4 separate regions of the Sus scrofa genome follow, and all the other regions are linked to region 4. A link is a contact called in public HiChIP or PLAC-seq data. All regions are on one chromosome and are shown on one strand. The core of a region is the stretch at or near the end of the contact, and the rest is flanking DNA. Distances in the headings are between cores, read along the strand shown. Region 1 has its middle 83 kb from the start of CDC42EP3. Region 2 has its middle 44 kb from the start of CDC42EP3. Region 3 overlaps LOC102160052 (a long non-coding RNA gene). Region 4 has its middle 17 kb from the start of RMDN2.

Region 1 (3,249 bases), core at 433-2,932, 130 kb before region 4:
CCAAAAATGATTGGTTCATTCATATGAATCAAACCTCATTAGAGAGGCAGAATTCATTGTGGTTTGTAAGACATCTCTAGAATCCTGCCACATTTCCCAAACATCATATCCTTTCTTCCTCTTATCTGCCATTCCACTTGCTGCTTCCAGAACCCTGGGGAATGGAGGCGGTAGGTGATCCTGCAGGGTTGGTGGGCAAGGCAGACATGCTGGATTACCCTCAAAAATGCAGCATTTTAGGGAAACTCAGACCAGCAAGTAGAGACAGAAGTGATCCAGGCATTGTGTGTGTCTGGTTAACTCAGCTCCTAAGCATAGGCTTGCTGCTGATGAGGTCAGAGAGTCCTTAAATCATTCAGTTTCTCAGCTTTAAGCTAAGCTACTGCAGCACAGGACAAGGAAGATGATCATTTTTACTTTGGCTTAACAGTTGATTGTTTTTCACAATTGTCTTAGTAGTGCATTTGTATTCTCACAGTATTTTGTAAGGAGTTCCATTTATTTACATTGAAATAGTTAAATGTACAGAGAAATGGTCAAGGGCAAAGGACTTCAATATGCATGTAAAATTCCTATAATCTGTGCTCCTTAAATGTGTAGCAGAAGAGATGGCTCCACAGCTCTCTTGCCTCTCCTTATTGTGCCCTTGATGTTATGTTCTCACCTCACTGCCAAGAAGAATGTCTTCCTTACCTCTGACTAGCCTTTTCCTCTTGTCTGTCATCAGAGGAGATGGAGAACAGCTGCTCTATTTTATGGCCTTGCAGTTAATTTAATTTATATCTGCTGTAAACATGATTTCTTAAAACTTAATAGAATATTTCAGTTTGGCATGTAGGAAGAGCCTTCTGCCTTGCCCCAGTCATTCCCAGTAGATGTGCTTTATTGCTTTAATTTATGTTTTTGTCTCTGTTGTTGTTAGGTTTTCTCCCCCCCAATATTGTGATTTTATTTTTATGACCACATTCTTCCTAGGAATTTTCTGGGCATGTGACATTCCAAAATTTTATTAATTTCATGACCCAGCCCACTGACAGATAGATGATCTCAAAAAGATAAGGGAATGAATGTTTAAAGAGAGCTGCAAAGTCTTAGAGTTAGTAAAGACTCAGGTGTTGTTATGGCAGCTCCTCAGAGATGATATGGGTGGAATTCTTGGACAAAGGGTCTGAAGGTCTTTTTGTGTGTCTAGCATCACTGCTTATATTTTCCATAAGTGAGAAATATCTAAGAGGGAAAACTGGGAATGAAATGAAGTCTCTCTTTCTCTTGTTGACTTAAAAAAAATGTGTAATGTAAAAGCTGTGAGCTGAATTTATTTAGTGTCTTACAAGACTGTAGCCTGGGAGACAGCCTCTGGGATAGCTGAGAAACTGTTCCAAGGAGTAATGGGGGAGGTCGGTATGTATGTGATTTTGGTGAAGGGGTTACATGTAACCAAGCACACATCTCAGTAATAGGTTGCTGCCAGTCATAGGGAACAAATATCTTAGTTAATGGTTTTAGTGCTTTTATCAAGTATAGAAAGATTCAAAAATCTAAAAATTCAAAAAATTTCTCCTGAAAATATCTAACTATCTGAAGGCTAGTTCTGCCAGATTTTTCAGAGCACAGAACGTCTCATTCCTAATCTCTGTCCTGAACTCCTTTTGGGGTGTGTTAAAGGTCAACCTTGCAGAGGCTAATGACTCAATTCTTGTAGAGCTGGATGACGATCAACCTTCTTTAGTCAGCATCCTTTCCACCCTAGCCAAATGATGGAAAAGTCTTTTGCAAGGATGGTCTGATGCCTTCTGCCCACTAGTCTCTGACCTGTGGCCCAGAGGGCAGGCATAAAGAATTTAGAAATAGGCATATGATTCCTCCAGAGGAAATTGTGTAAGGTTTAAGCCGTGTGGACTTATGGCCTCACATGCCAATGAGAGAATGCAACAGCAGATCTCTTTGGAGTGAAGGAGCCACCTCTGCTTGCCTGCCATTTCTCACCCTTTCAACTGATGCAAATCAGGTTACTGCCTTGCATACATAGCAAGGTTTTCATTCCAGCCCATCACCTAGTTTTCTGTGGGTTTAGCAACATTCCTTACTGATCCAAGTAACTCCAGAGCTGATGGGGATTATTTTCAGGAGTTTTACAAATATGGGTGGACATGTCAAATGTTGTAGCAGGTGCTTTATTTCCATTATTAACCCAGCTTCCTTTCTTCCTGGAAGTGGCGTCAATTATATTTTCTCTCACAGAATAAGCACTTAAGAGCAGGTAAGAAGGATCTTCCTGAGGGATTTCTCTTGCCCACTATCAAGTTCCTTGGAAAACCTGAGTTCTGAAAGCCTGTTACTTCGCAAAGGAACTCTCCAAAAATTGGCCTGAATTCAGTGCCCGATTTTCGCTATGCATTGTTGCTAACTACCCTGGTGTGCTGAACTCCACTGCCAGATTCTAATCCTGACTCCACCACTTCTACCTGTGTGGCTTTGGGCAAGTTACTTAACCTCTCTAGGCTTCAGAGTAACAAGACCTACCTAAATGCACATATATCTTTTAGAACAACACCTTGCAGATGGTTAGTGTTTAGACTAACATTAGTCACAGTGGTAATGATGGGGATGACATGCTGGGTGCTTTACTAGGTGCTTTAGATATAGTCTAACCTTGGCAAGTTAGACTCCTTTTACAGATGAGAGAGTAAGGCTCAAGGAGAATAAGTCATCAACTCAAATGCATAAAGTTAGTAGATGACGGCACAGGGATTTAAACCCAGTTCTTTCTAACCTAACTCTGAAATTCTTTTCTTTATTATGCTACCATGTTACTGGATCAGATCAGTGTATGTATTAGGAAAGTTCTGTACAGTGTTGACTAAAAAAAAAAAAGCGCAACCTGAAAGTTGAGAATTATGTTTTATTTTGTGGACAAACCAAGGACTTAGGCCTAGGAGAAAGCCTTTTAGGTAGTTCTAAGGGACTGTTTCAAAAAGGTAAGGGAGGTGTCAGGACATGTAGGAGTTTTTGCTCAAAACCAGGTAGCTGAATATCAAAATATGTTAAAGTGTTAAAGAGAAAAACCAGACATCTCAAGTTGATGAATTTAGTACTGTTCTATGTATGGAAAAATGCAAGAGTCTGGGCTCATTAAAAATCACACCTTTGGTATGTATCTTGTTCTTTTCCATCCTGAATCCCCTCAGGGTATACAGCTGGGGAAGCTGAAATGGCTGATGGCCTGATGGCTGCAACATCCTTTGTCTA
Region 2 (3,682 bases), core at 496-2,995, 170 kb before region 4:
TTATAAGCTATTACAACTATTTACAAATAGTAATAAAGGCCCTGATGCAAATATATCAGACTGGTGCAAGAAAATAAATTTGTGGGAGATTCAGTAGAGGGAGAGTGGGCCTCGGACATCCCTAGAAGAGGGCAGAGCATGAAGATAGTCCTTTGCAGCTCACCAATTCTTAGTGATGGGAAATTAGAGGTACTTACCAGGAACCCGCTGATGACTTATAGTTTGCTCTAAAAAAAATCATGCCTGGTTTTAACTAAATAATGTATGGTTCTTATTCCATACTGGAGGCTGACACATCTTCTACTATCCCTTTCCATGGCTTTCATAAATTCCCAGCTTCAAGGTCCTTTTGTATTGTGACTTACACAGGTGTTTGGGCTTAGGGTACTCTGGCATGACTCTTGCCAGCAATAATGTTTTGCCTGGAGGTGGAAAACCACATGAACAGTAGAGCCCTTACTGAAGCTGCTTTAGCAAGGCTTTGCTCTGTCTGGGTGTGGTGTTCATTAGGCTTTGACACCCCCTCCTGCCCAAACGTTCCCTCATTTCCTGTTACAAAGCAGAAGAACGGCCCCTGTGATAGATACTTTAATAATAGTGCTGCCTCCAACAGAGAAAATCACCACTCACTCTAGGACCACAGCTGCCACAGGGTCCTCTAACAGAGGTGTGTGTTAGCTGGAAGCTGTGGGCAGAGAGACCCCCAAAGCTTGAAGAGCCCACTGCAAAGGGAGTTCACAGACTACACACAAACTCCAAGCTGCAGGGTGGCAGGGGAGCTGAATGGGAGCCAAATCTTGCCTTTGATTGTATCTTTCAAACCAACAACCAAAGTCTTCCCTCAGGGACAAATACCAAAACCTGGAAAAGCCAGTCCTCCTTGGATACTGGTGATCTCTTGTAACAAGATAATTGTAGGGCAAATGGCATGAGTAAGGGCCGATCTCCACATCAGAGGCTGCAAGTCAGAGAGAGAGCTGTGTTTCCCCAGGAATTAGTGATAATTTCTTTCCTGGTCTGTTTGGTTTCTCTTTCTCATTAGCTTTTCTACCTCTCTTTTTTTGCTCTTTTTGTCCATGGATGATGATTAGTTTGGAGAGAGAGGAAAGTGTGGGAACCATCTGTCATTCTTCCCACTTTCTCTCACTCTTTCATGCTCGAACATCCGTATCTCATACTTGACAGTGTAACCAGCCCTTGAACGTGCTGAGGTCCTTCCCAGTATGCAGTCCACCATCGCAGTGCCCCCCTAGAAATGTTAATGGAAAACTTGGCGTGGTGTTGGATAATGCTTTCCATCAGTGTTTGACTACAGGCTCAGCTGATTGGGGTAATCTTATAGGCTACACTAGGAAAGACTGCAGTGCCTCGTAGTAGTAGTAGAAATAGTAATTGGCATAATTAAAAAATTAAACCGTTTTACAATCCTTTGCAGAAATCAAGTAGTAGTATTTGGGCACTACTAGCCAATGTATAATTCTAAGGCACCTGTGGTGAATGAAGAGACAGTTTTCATTAGGAGAGAACACTTCTTGCCCGTACCTGTGTTTCCATGTTGGGGAGTCTATGTTAGAGAAATAATCTGGTCCCTCCTCCCATTTGGGGCACAGAAGAATCAAGGCATATATGATACTGCTGTTTCTGAAACTTACTTCAGAGTTTCCTTCCTGCAGAAAGTCTGTGCTTGCTTTCTGGGCCATAGACTAAGCAGGGTGGGGCAGGCTATAGCCCTGGTGTGGAACTGGTAGTTGTGTAGGGCTGCCTGTGACCCAGTAACTGTGACATAGCAGGTAGGTCTGCATAATTCAGGGGAAGTGACTCATTTATCACACTCATGTTCTGTGCCAAAACTTCATCCTCCCAACAGCATCACTGGGGAAGCTGCTGTTTGAGTTATTTCTTATCTGACTCCTGTATCTATGTCTTAGTTGGTTCTAAATTGAGGAAAGGGATAAAATGATGATATTTACTGACTCATACTTTAAATACCAAAGTTCCTTTAGGCCTAAGTCCAGTAAGGTTATCAGAATAATGATTAGACTGGGCTTGAGCCATCTTCTTGACAAAAATCGCCTGTGGAAGGAATTCTTCCCCCTCTGCCCCTACCACTTCCCAGTGATCAGCATTTCCTCAAGATGGCACAAATGGCCCACTGCTATAAGGAGGGCAGCTGGGCCAACAAACATGTCTGCATCTGTGACCTTGGGTTACTAGCTTAACTGGACTGTTTGCAATTAATGGGTTCCTTGCTTGTTAAGCTCTAGATTTGTTTTGTTGTTGTTTGCATAGAAGAGAGACATAAGTCCTGGCATTGGTTGTTGAGTACTCTACTAATAAATCATGATATGTCTCATAATTCATTTACAGCAGGTAAGAAACTGAAACTGTGGCTTTTTAAAATAAACATTTTAATTTAACACATGTTTATTGAGTGCTGTGTCAGGAAATTTTCTAGGGCCAGGGCTACAGTGATGAACAAAACCAGGTATAAACTCTGACCTCATGGAACTTTTTTTTTTTTATTATAGTTGATTTGCAATGTTCTGTCAATTTCTGCTGAACAGCAAAATGACCCAGTTATATATATATATATATTCTTTTTCTCACATTATCCTCCATCATGTTCCATCGTAAGTGATTGGATATAGTTCTCTGTGCTATACAGCAGCATCTTATTGCTTATCCATTCCAAATGCAACAGTTTGCATCTACTAACCCCAAACTCCAAGGCCATCCCACTCCCTCCCTCCCTAACCCCTCCACCACCCTTGGCAACCACAAATCTCTCCATTTTCATGAGCTGTTTGTTTCTTCTTTGTATATAGGTTCATTTGTACCATATATTAGATTCCAGAAATAAGTGATATATGGTATTTGTCTTTCTCTTTCTGACTTACTTTACTTAGTATGAAAATCTCTGGTTCCATCCATATTGCTGCAAATGGCATTATTTTGTTCTTTTTTATGGCTGAGTAGTATTCCATTGTATATATGTATCACATCTTCTTAATCAATTCATTTGTTGTTAGACATTTAGGTTGTTTCCATGTCTTGGCTACATGAACAATACTGCAGTGAACGTAGAGGTGCATGTTATTTTTTTCAGTGAAAGTTTTGTCTGGATAGAGCCCAGGTGTGAGATTGCTGGTAGTTCTATATTTAGTTTTCTGAGGTACCTCCATACTGTATTCTGTGGTGGTTGTATCAATCTACATTCCCACCAACAGTGTAGAAAGGATTCCTTTTCTCCACACCCTCTTCAGCATTTGTTATTTGTAGATTTATTAATTGTAGCCTTTCTGACTGGTATGAAACAGTACCTCATTTTCATTTGATTTGCATTTCTCTAATAATTAGTGATATTGAGCTTTTTTTCATGTGCCCGTTGGCCATCCATATGTCTTCTTTGGAGAAATGTCTATTTAGGTCCTCTGCCCGTTTTTCTGTTGGTTTTTTTGGTTTGTTTGTTTTTTACTGTTGAGTTGTAAAAGATTTTTGTATATTTTGGAGATTAAGCCCTTGTCAGTTGCATCAACTATTTTCTCCCGTTCTGTAGGTTGTCTTTTTTTTTTTTTTTTTTTTTTTTTTTATGGTTTCCTTTGCTGTGCAAAAGCTTGTAAGTTTGATTAGGTCCCACTGGTTTATTTTTGTTTTTATTTCTACTGCCTTGGGAGACTGACCT
Region 3 (3,728 bases), core at 1,098-3,597, 160 kb after region 4:
CATGAAACTGAATTGGTTCACATGACCATCCCAGAACTTATGGCGGGGTGATGGGATTATGCTTGGACAATTAAGCGGACCTGAAAGGTGCAAGGACCGCAGTGGGGAAGGGGTGACTACCTGGTACAAATTATGATCTGTTGGAAGGATAAAGAATGGCTGCTTAGCAGACAACCATCAGTGTCTCCCTCTGGCTGTATTTCAAAAGTCTGACCACATTCTTTTCAGAATCACATTTTGAAATTCATTGGGGTACGTGACCAGGTTCCCCATTTTACAGATGGAGTAATTAAACTCAGGGTCACACAGTTGGCTTAGAGCTGGGAACAAAGACCTTACTAATTAGAATCCAAGGCTTCTCTATGTATATATGAAAGGTTTAAATTTGGGGCTTATCCTTTTACCCAAATAGTATTTTGCTGGGGATTATTTTAAGAAAATAATAAATGAAAAATAGGAAAAAAGAGTTAGAGACAAAAATGTGTGTGTGAAAAAAACAGAAATGATCAGAGAGCCCAATAATAGCCAACTAGTTAGATCAATTTTGGTGCATAAATACAATGGAATATCAAGCAGCTCTTAACAATTATATGGTAGAAGAAAAAGCAATGGCTTGCAGATATGTTCACAATATATTGTTACATTAAAGAGCAGGCTCTAAAACTGTTGTAAAAGAAAACCAGATCTGGAAAAATGAAGAGATACGTACACCAACATTTTATCAGTGCTTATCTTTGCATAGTGGAAAAAGGATGGTTTTCATTACCTATTTTGTGCTTATCTCTATTTGCCAAATTCTTTGGTGAGTCTATATAACAAAGGATTTCTTTGGTGAGAACATTATAGTCAGCAAAAATGTCTGTTGTTAAAATATTTTCATTGAATTAAGTACTTTTTTTTTTTCACCAGAGCCCTGGTCTTCAGATATAGATGCCAGGAATCAGAGGGTTCCACAAGGAAAGGAGAGTCAGGGAGTAATGGCAACAGCCATCACAGTGGCCCTTGCAACAGCCTTCTCAGACGTGTCCTCGATGTGGATAAATCTTAGGACAAGAAGCATCGCTGGGGAGGATTCTAAAATGTGCCCCTCAGTTGCTTCACAGACTGGTCACTGTGTCCATGGCCAATGAGCAAATCATGGGTTTGGGGGATCATGAGGGAGAATGAAATGCTATAGATTCTTCTTAAAACAACACTGCTGATAATAGCTATTTCTGAAGTTTCAAGTTCCTGGCACATATTCAGTGCCTAATAAATATTGGGTAAGTGAAGAGATGTAGGGCCAAGAAGAATTATTGGAAACTGTTAAACACTGAAGTGACCAACTTATGAATACTCAGCACAATGCCTTCTACAGATTATTTTACCCTGGAGGACAGAATGACTCTCACACACTCTGCTTTTTCTGGACACATTCCTGGGTCTCCTGACCACCCAGGTCTTGTGGCGCTCTCCCACACTTATCCCGGTTGTCACGGAGGAGATGCACTTTCTCTTCTGTTGACCTTCCAGCCTCTGGTGAGTCCTGCACATACGGAAAGTACCCAGGAAACAGCAACAGCATGACCAAAAAATTCATATTTTCAGTCTCAAGGCCAAACCCCAAAGGGAAAAAAAAAAAAAAGCCCCAAAGCTGGATGGATTTTAAGGACCAAAGTTATTCAGGTCAGAAGCTAAAAATGAGATGGCCCACTCCTCATTCTTCAACTAGGTGGAGGCTGGAGGCTGCCAGGTCCAGAGGAAGTATCATTACAGAAGGGCCTGTCCAAGGGTACCCCACTGTCCACTCTGCTTTGAAGACAAACACCCCCCCATAATTAGAAACAGCTTTATTCACATGCCAGATGTCTGTGCTTCTCTCCCAATTATTTTCAGAAACATCATAAAGAACCATTAGTGACAACGTAAAAATTTTTTTTAAATCTGTCCAACCTTATGAGTTCAATCTGATATGAAGATTGCAATTTGCTTATTCCTAAGCATAAGGATGTCTTTGACTTGAACTTTTATGCCAGAAATACTGCCACATATTTGGTTTAATCACAAAGCCCAGGCAGCCTTACAAAATTTTTAACCAAATGTCTTCATATAACACATACATGAGCACACACAACACACACACACACACACACACACACACTACATTAGCATGCCCTGAGCAGTTCCTAAGAATAATACGAACAATCAAAAGTTATGGGAAGCATAGGGTCCATATCATGAAGTAATAGTTCTTCTGAGCTCTGTGCTGGTCAGACCACTTGGGAATATTGTGTTAAGTTCTGGAAAGGGCTATTGACCTAAGAGAGAAACTCCAGGGAGTGGGAGTGGCACAACCAGCAGAGTCTTTAGACTTCTTGACCACAGAGTCTGTATCATTTCCTCTTATACCCACTGTCCCTGGCACAATGTCTTATATGTAGAACATGCTCAAAAGTACTTGTTGAATCAATGAGTAAATGAATCCATATTTCATGCTTAATTTTTGAAGGCAGTACATATGCTTAGCCTGGAAAATTCAAGCCATAAAGATGTGACACAGTTCCTTTCAAATCCTTGAAGGGTCATCCTAGAGAAGAGGGCAGAGATTTTCTCTCTCTCTTGCTCTTTGGATCAGAAAGAGGGCTATAGGAAAGCAGATTTGACTCAGTATCATTGTTGATTTGTGTATCTGCCTTGAAGAACTGTGGGATGCTTGGCTGCATTCCTGGTACTCTATTTTAATTTGAACATTGTAGGGATCTAGAAAGAGAAATTTGAGCTTGGCAGCCAACTTAATGATTCAGTCATGAAATCTTTATTGTTCATGGTGCCAGATGATGATGAAGGAAGGTGGGTAGGTTTAAGACAAGACTTTATCTCTTTTGAAGCTTATGGTCTATGCAGGGATGCAGGCAAGTAGGCAGGCCATCACAGTACCCCTAAGGTGAGAAAGGCTACTGTAGGGAAAGTTCAGGCACCCACAGCATTGGGTGCTCAGGGACCCCAGGAGGCTTAGATCAAGTGATAGTGAAGGGGTTGGGGGGATTCAATATGCATAAAGGTCTAAGGCATGAGAAAAAGACACTTGGGAGAGTCCTCTGCCACCTGAGCCCTACTTCTCTCAACCAGCCACACTTCCCACTTGTCCATCTACTCACTCTTGGCCTGGGAAATTTCTTCCTCCTATTTTGGCCTTGGTGGCTGAGTTTGGCTTTTCAGTTTCTGACTTTCCTTGCTCAGGCTCATTCTGAGGCTCGGTGCCTACCTCATTCCTCCTCCTGGCCCATCTTTAGTGGACATGGGGCTCTCCAAATAGAAGGTGAACTTAGGCTCGCTGCTCATCTCAGCCAACAGAGGCACTAACGAGGGCCAGACACAGTGTGCCTGCCTCTGAGAGCCAACAGCCCAGCCTCTGAGATGCTACACTCCACCTGTCCATAATGACACTCGAAGAGCAGCAGGATGATGAAAATATTTTGGAATTGGATAGTGGTGAAGGTTACACAGCCTTGTGAATGTACCAAAACCCAGTGACTTTTGCATACACCTTAAAATGGTACCCTTTATGATATGTGACTTGTAGCTCAATTTTTTTTAAGCAACAAGAGATGACTTCTGGGGTTGAGCTTAAGTATCTCTGGTTAAATTCCTGCTTTCCTTGTATTCACTGGAAGGGGAAGGATTTGTCTTTAGACAGAATATCTTTGCCATCTTAGCAATTCCTAACAATCGACGGCCCTGTTAAGGCA
Region 4 (3,266 bases), core at 272-2,771:
TGCTTGTTTGAAAAGTGCATGTGACTTTCCCCCATTTCTCTACCAGGTTGTCTGCCTTTTTCTTATTGATTCATGGTTCTTTATATACTCTGGATTCATCATGTATCAGTTACATGTACTGCAAAAATCTTATCCTAGTGTGTGACTTGTCTTTTCACTATCTTTAAAAACTTCCTAATTTTGATATGATCAAATTTACTCTTTTTTTTTTTTTTTTTTTTTTAGGGCTGCACCCTTGTCATATGGAAGTTCCCGGGCTAGGAGTTGAATTGGAGCTACAGCTGCTGACCTACACCACAGCCACAGCAATGCAGAATCTTAGCCACGTCTGCAACCTACACCATAGTTCACGCCAATGCTGAATCCTTAACCCACTGAGCAAGGCCAGGGATCAAACCTTCATCCCCATGGATAGTCAGGTTCTTAACCCACTGAGTCACAATGGAAACTCTCTTATTAGTCTTTTTTTTTAATGGTAAGTGCTTATCCTGCATACACTAACCGCCAGCAATTCTACTTCTAGATATGTGCCCTAGAAAAACTTATGCAAATTCTCCAGGTATTAAACTATTCATAGCAGTATTGTCCCTAATAGGAAAAAAAGAAAACAAAATCAAGCCCGGATGCTCCCTAAATGTCCATCAAGAAAGGAGATAAATCCACGTAGGCATGTCCATACAAGGTAATGAACTACAAATACATGTATTTACATGGATTTATTTCACGGACATAATTCTTAACTGATAAAGTATTAAAATTCAAAATCAGCCCAAGTTTTAAAATATGTTACTTAGGAATAAAAGCAGAGGTGTTAAGCATAAAAGCACAGGAAGAGGGATATTCTCACAAACCTCAGGATTATGGTTAGCTCTGGGGAGAAGGGGGGAATGTGAGATGAGAGGGCCACTCAAGGGGCTTCTAAAGTGCCAGGGACTCTGAAGCTCTCTTGTGGCCCAACAGTTTTAAGGAGCCAGCATTGTCACCGCTGTGGCTCATTGTCACTGCTGTGGCGGCATGGGTTTGGTCACTAGAGGAGAAACTTCCACATGCAGCAGGCACGGCCAAAAATAAATAAACAAATAAAGCACTGGGGCTTCTAAAGTTCTTACTATCCCAGGAAATGTTTGCATGGCTATTTTCTTTATTATTTTCTTTGCAATGAACCTATGCTTTATATACACACTGTTATATGATCTATTTTTCCAATAAAATATTTTAACATATTATTCTCCTAGCAATCATATTTGTCATCCTGGTTTAAGGATGCTAAATAGAAGATCCTGAATATTTTAGGGGAGCAGCTCCCGGAAGCCCGCTTTGGATCCGTTACATCATAATCACATGGGCCGTGTATTAAAACTACAGACTGCCAGCCCTCCCTTCCCCTAACCCCCTTCCCAGGCTACAGAATCAGAAACTGAAGAAACGTGTCATTTTGCCCAGTTCTACCTAGGTAGAACTCGGTCCTCGGCAATAATACAAGGGTGTCTGTGGCTCTCTACTGCCCTCTCGTGGCCAATTTTTCCACCCACCCTAAACCAGCCAAGATGAGGAAAGGAGCAGATCCTGTCCTGGGGTCCGCCCAGGGTTGGTGATGGCGCTGAGGACTTTGAATAGTTGGGCTGGATAATGAAGCATAGCACCTAGAACCCACTAGCTTGTCTAGTATTTCAGTTAAAATCCTATGTGCTATCGCCTGGCTTACTTTCCTGAAACTTATCTGCGCTCCTCCTGACAGAGAGGACCTCAGGGACCACAGACCCCCTCCCATCTGCCTCAGACCCTCTTGCCCACAGAGGTGCTCTGATTCTGGAACCCACCTTCCCGTCTGGATCTACCATCCACACACACTGGCCCTGTGCTACCTGGTCTCCTTTTCTGACTGGACACCTGTGGTCTAATTAGACCCCGGGTCCTGGACTCACCTGCAGGATCCTCTCCTCCCTGTGACTTTGGCATGACCTGGCCTATGAAGAAGGTTAAGCCCCAAAGCCAAAGAGAATTGCAGTCCAGAGGCAGATGAATGCTCTGAGGCTGCTGTTTCTCCCACCTTAAACTTCCTTCCTCCTCCTTTTTTGTCTTCCCTTCTCAAATGGTCAGAGTTTCTGCTCCCTGACATTGAGCTTGGAATAGACAGGTTTGCTCAGAAAAACTGTGGAATTGGTATAACTCAAAGGCAGAATCTGGACCAGAACACAGGGGTAGATTTTAATGGTGTAAAGTCCCCACTCATTTTGCTCCACCTCAGTCCCCAGCTCATACCCTGTAAGAATCCTGAATGTAGACCCTATTACTGTACATGACCACTGGCCTCTCTTGAATGACCAAGTCCCTGCTCACTCCTCAGGCCACCCAGTGGAAAGCAGTGAGGTATGATGATTTAAAATGTGAATTTAGAATAAGAATTGTATTTGGAATCTCTGTTTGTTTATATGCTGGTCTTGGAACATTATTTTAATGTCTCTAAACCTCAACTTCCTCATCTGTAAAATGGGGTTAACAACCATTTTGTCGTGATTATGAAATGAGACAGAAAATGAAATCATTCACTCTGTATCACAGTCATACAAAAGTACTTAATAAATATTATTTGCTATTATTTATTATTAAGTCTAGATTTTTTAGTGCTCAAAGGGCTATGTCCCTGGGGTGGAGTTAGTTGGACCCCTGAGCAGCATATGTTGCCCAAAGGCTCCTTTCTAAGCAGCCAGCTCCCCAAGAACTCTCTAGAGAATGCTCCAGCTTGACTCCTTTCTGACTGTCTCCTCTAAACTCCATCATGGCTCTAGCCCAGCAGCTGGAATCTTCTAGCAGGGGTCACACCTGTTAGATCAGCCAGGAGCTCTGCTTGATCTGCTCTCCAGCTGCCCCTCTCCTCCTCCTCCTAGCCCTTCCTCTTACTGATACTTTCATGAGAAATTGTTTTACCCACATCCATGTACTGTCAGTCAGAGTCTGGGAGTCGAGTCTTCTTGGTTCGACTACCACTGTTTTCTTTTTTGTTGTTGTTTTTGGCCTCACCCACAGCATGTGGAAGTTCCCAGGTTAGGGACTGAACCCACACCACAGCAGTAATCACAGCCACAGCAGTGATGACAATGTCAGATCCTTAACCCCCCGAGCCACCAGGAAACTCCAACCACTATTTTCTAATAAGGTTACAAGCTTCAAATGTAACGGTTGACTCCCTCAAAGAAATTCTTCGGTGTGCCCAGGAAAACAAAACAAAAAAACAATAGCCTTATGCTGTGCTTGATATGCTCTGC

Evidence for each region. HiChIP or PLAC-seq counts read pairs in DNA pulled down with a chosen protein or histone mark.
Region 1: an H3K27ac HiChIP or PLAC-seq map of alveolar macrophages shows a contact between it and region 4. The contact joins two enhancer-like sites. A contact is called at or near these places in 1 of 47 Hi-C or Micro-C datasets (embryonic fibroblasts) and 1 of 2 datasets of contacts at active chromatin or transcription factors (alveolar macrophages).
Region 2: a contact with region 4 is called in an H3K27ac HiChIP or PLAC-seq map of alveolar macrophages. The contact joins two enhancer-like sites. A contact is called at or near these places in 1 of 47 Hi-C or Micro-C datasets (embryonic fibroblasts) and 1 of 2 datasets of contacts at active chromatin or transcription factors (alveolar macrophages).
Region 3: an H3K27ac HiChIP or PLAC-seq map of alveolar macrophages shows a contact between it and region 4. The contact joins two enhancer-like sites. A contact is called at or near these places in 1 of 47 Hi-C or Micro-C datasets (embryonic fibroblasts) and 1 of 2 datasets of contacts at active chromatin or transcription factors (alveolar macrophages).

Annotation. Positions count from the first base shown.
Region 1 is chr3:102,454,279-102,457,527 of Sscrofa11.1, reverse strand. No RefSeq gene overlaps it. Among named protein-coding and RNA genes, the nearest start is that of CDC42EP3, 83 kb to the left of the region's middle. Within about 2 kb of position 1,682, at least 16 of the 83 cell types and tissues checked have an H3K27ac peak or open chromatin away from gene starts, as enhancers often do. A contact at or near this core is called in alveolar macrophages, where this site is marked.
Region 2 is chr3:102,492,839-102,496,520 of Sscrofa11.1, reverse strand. No RefSeq gene overlaps it. Among named protein-coding and RNA genes, the nearest start is that of CDC42EP3, 44 kb to the left of the region's middle. Within about 2 kb of position 1,745, at least 11 of the 83 cell types and tissues checked have an H3K27ac peak or open chromatin away from gene starts, as enhancers often do. A contact at or near this core is called in alveolar macrophages, where this site is marked.
Region 3 is chr3:102,163,165-102,166,892 of Sscrofa11.1, reverse strand. The region is part of intron 1 of LOC102160052 (a long non-coding RNA gene); the gene reads left to right. Among named protein-coding and RNA genes, the nearest start is that of RMDN2, 140 kb to the left of the region's middle. Within about 2 kb of position 2,347, at least 3 of the 83 cell types and tissues checked have an H3K27ac peak or open chromatin away from gene starts, as enhancers often do. A contact at or near this core is called in alveolar macrophages, where this site is marked.
Region 4 is chr3:102,322,591-102,325,856 of Sscrofa11.1, reverse strand. No RefSeq gene overlaps it. Among named protein-coding and RNA genes, the nearest start is that of RMDN2, 17 kb to the right of the region's middle. Within about 2 kb of position 1,521, at least 3 of the 83 cell types and tissues checked have an H3K27ac peak or open chromatin away from gene starts, as enhancers often do. A contact at or near this core is called in alveolar macrophages, where this site is marked.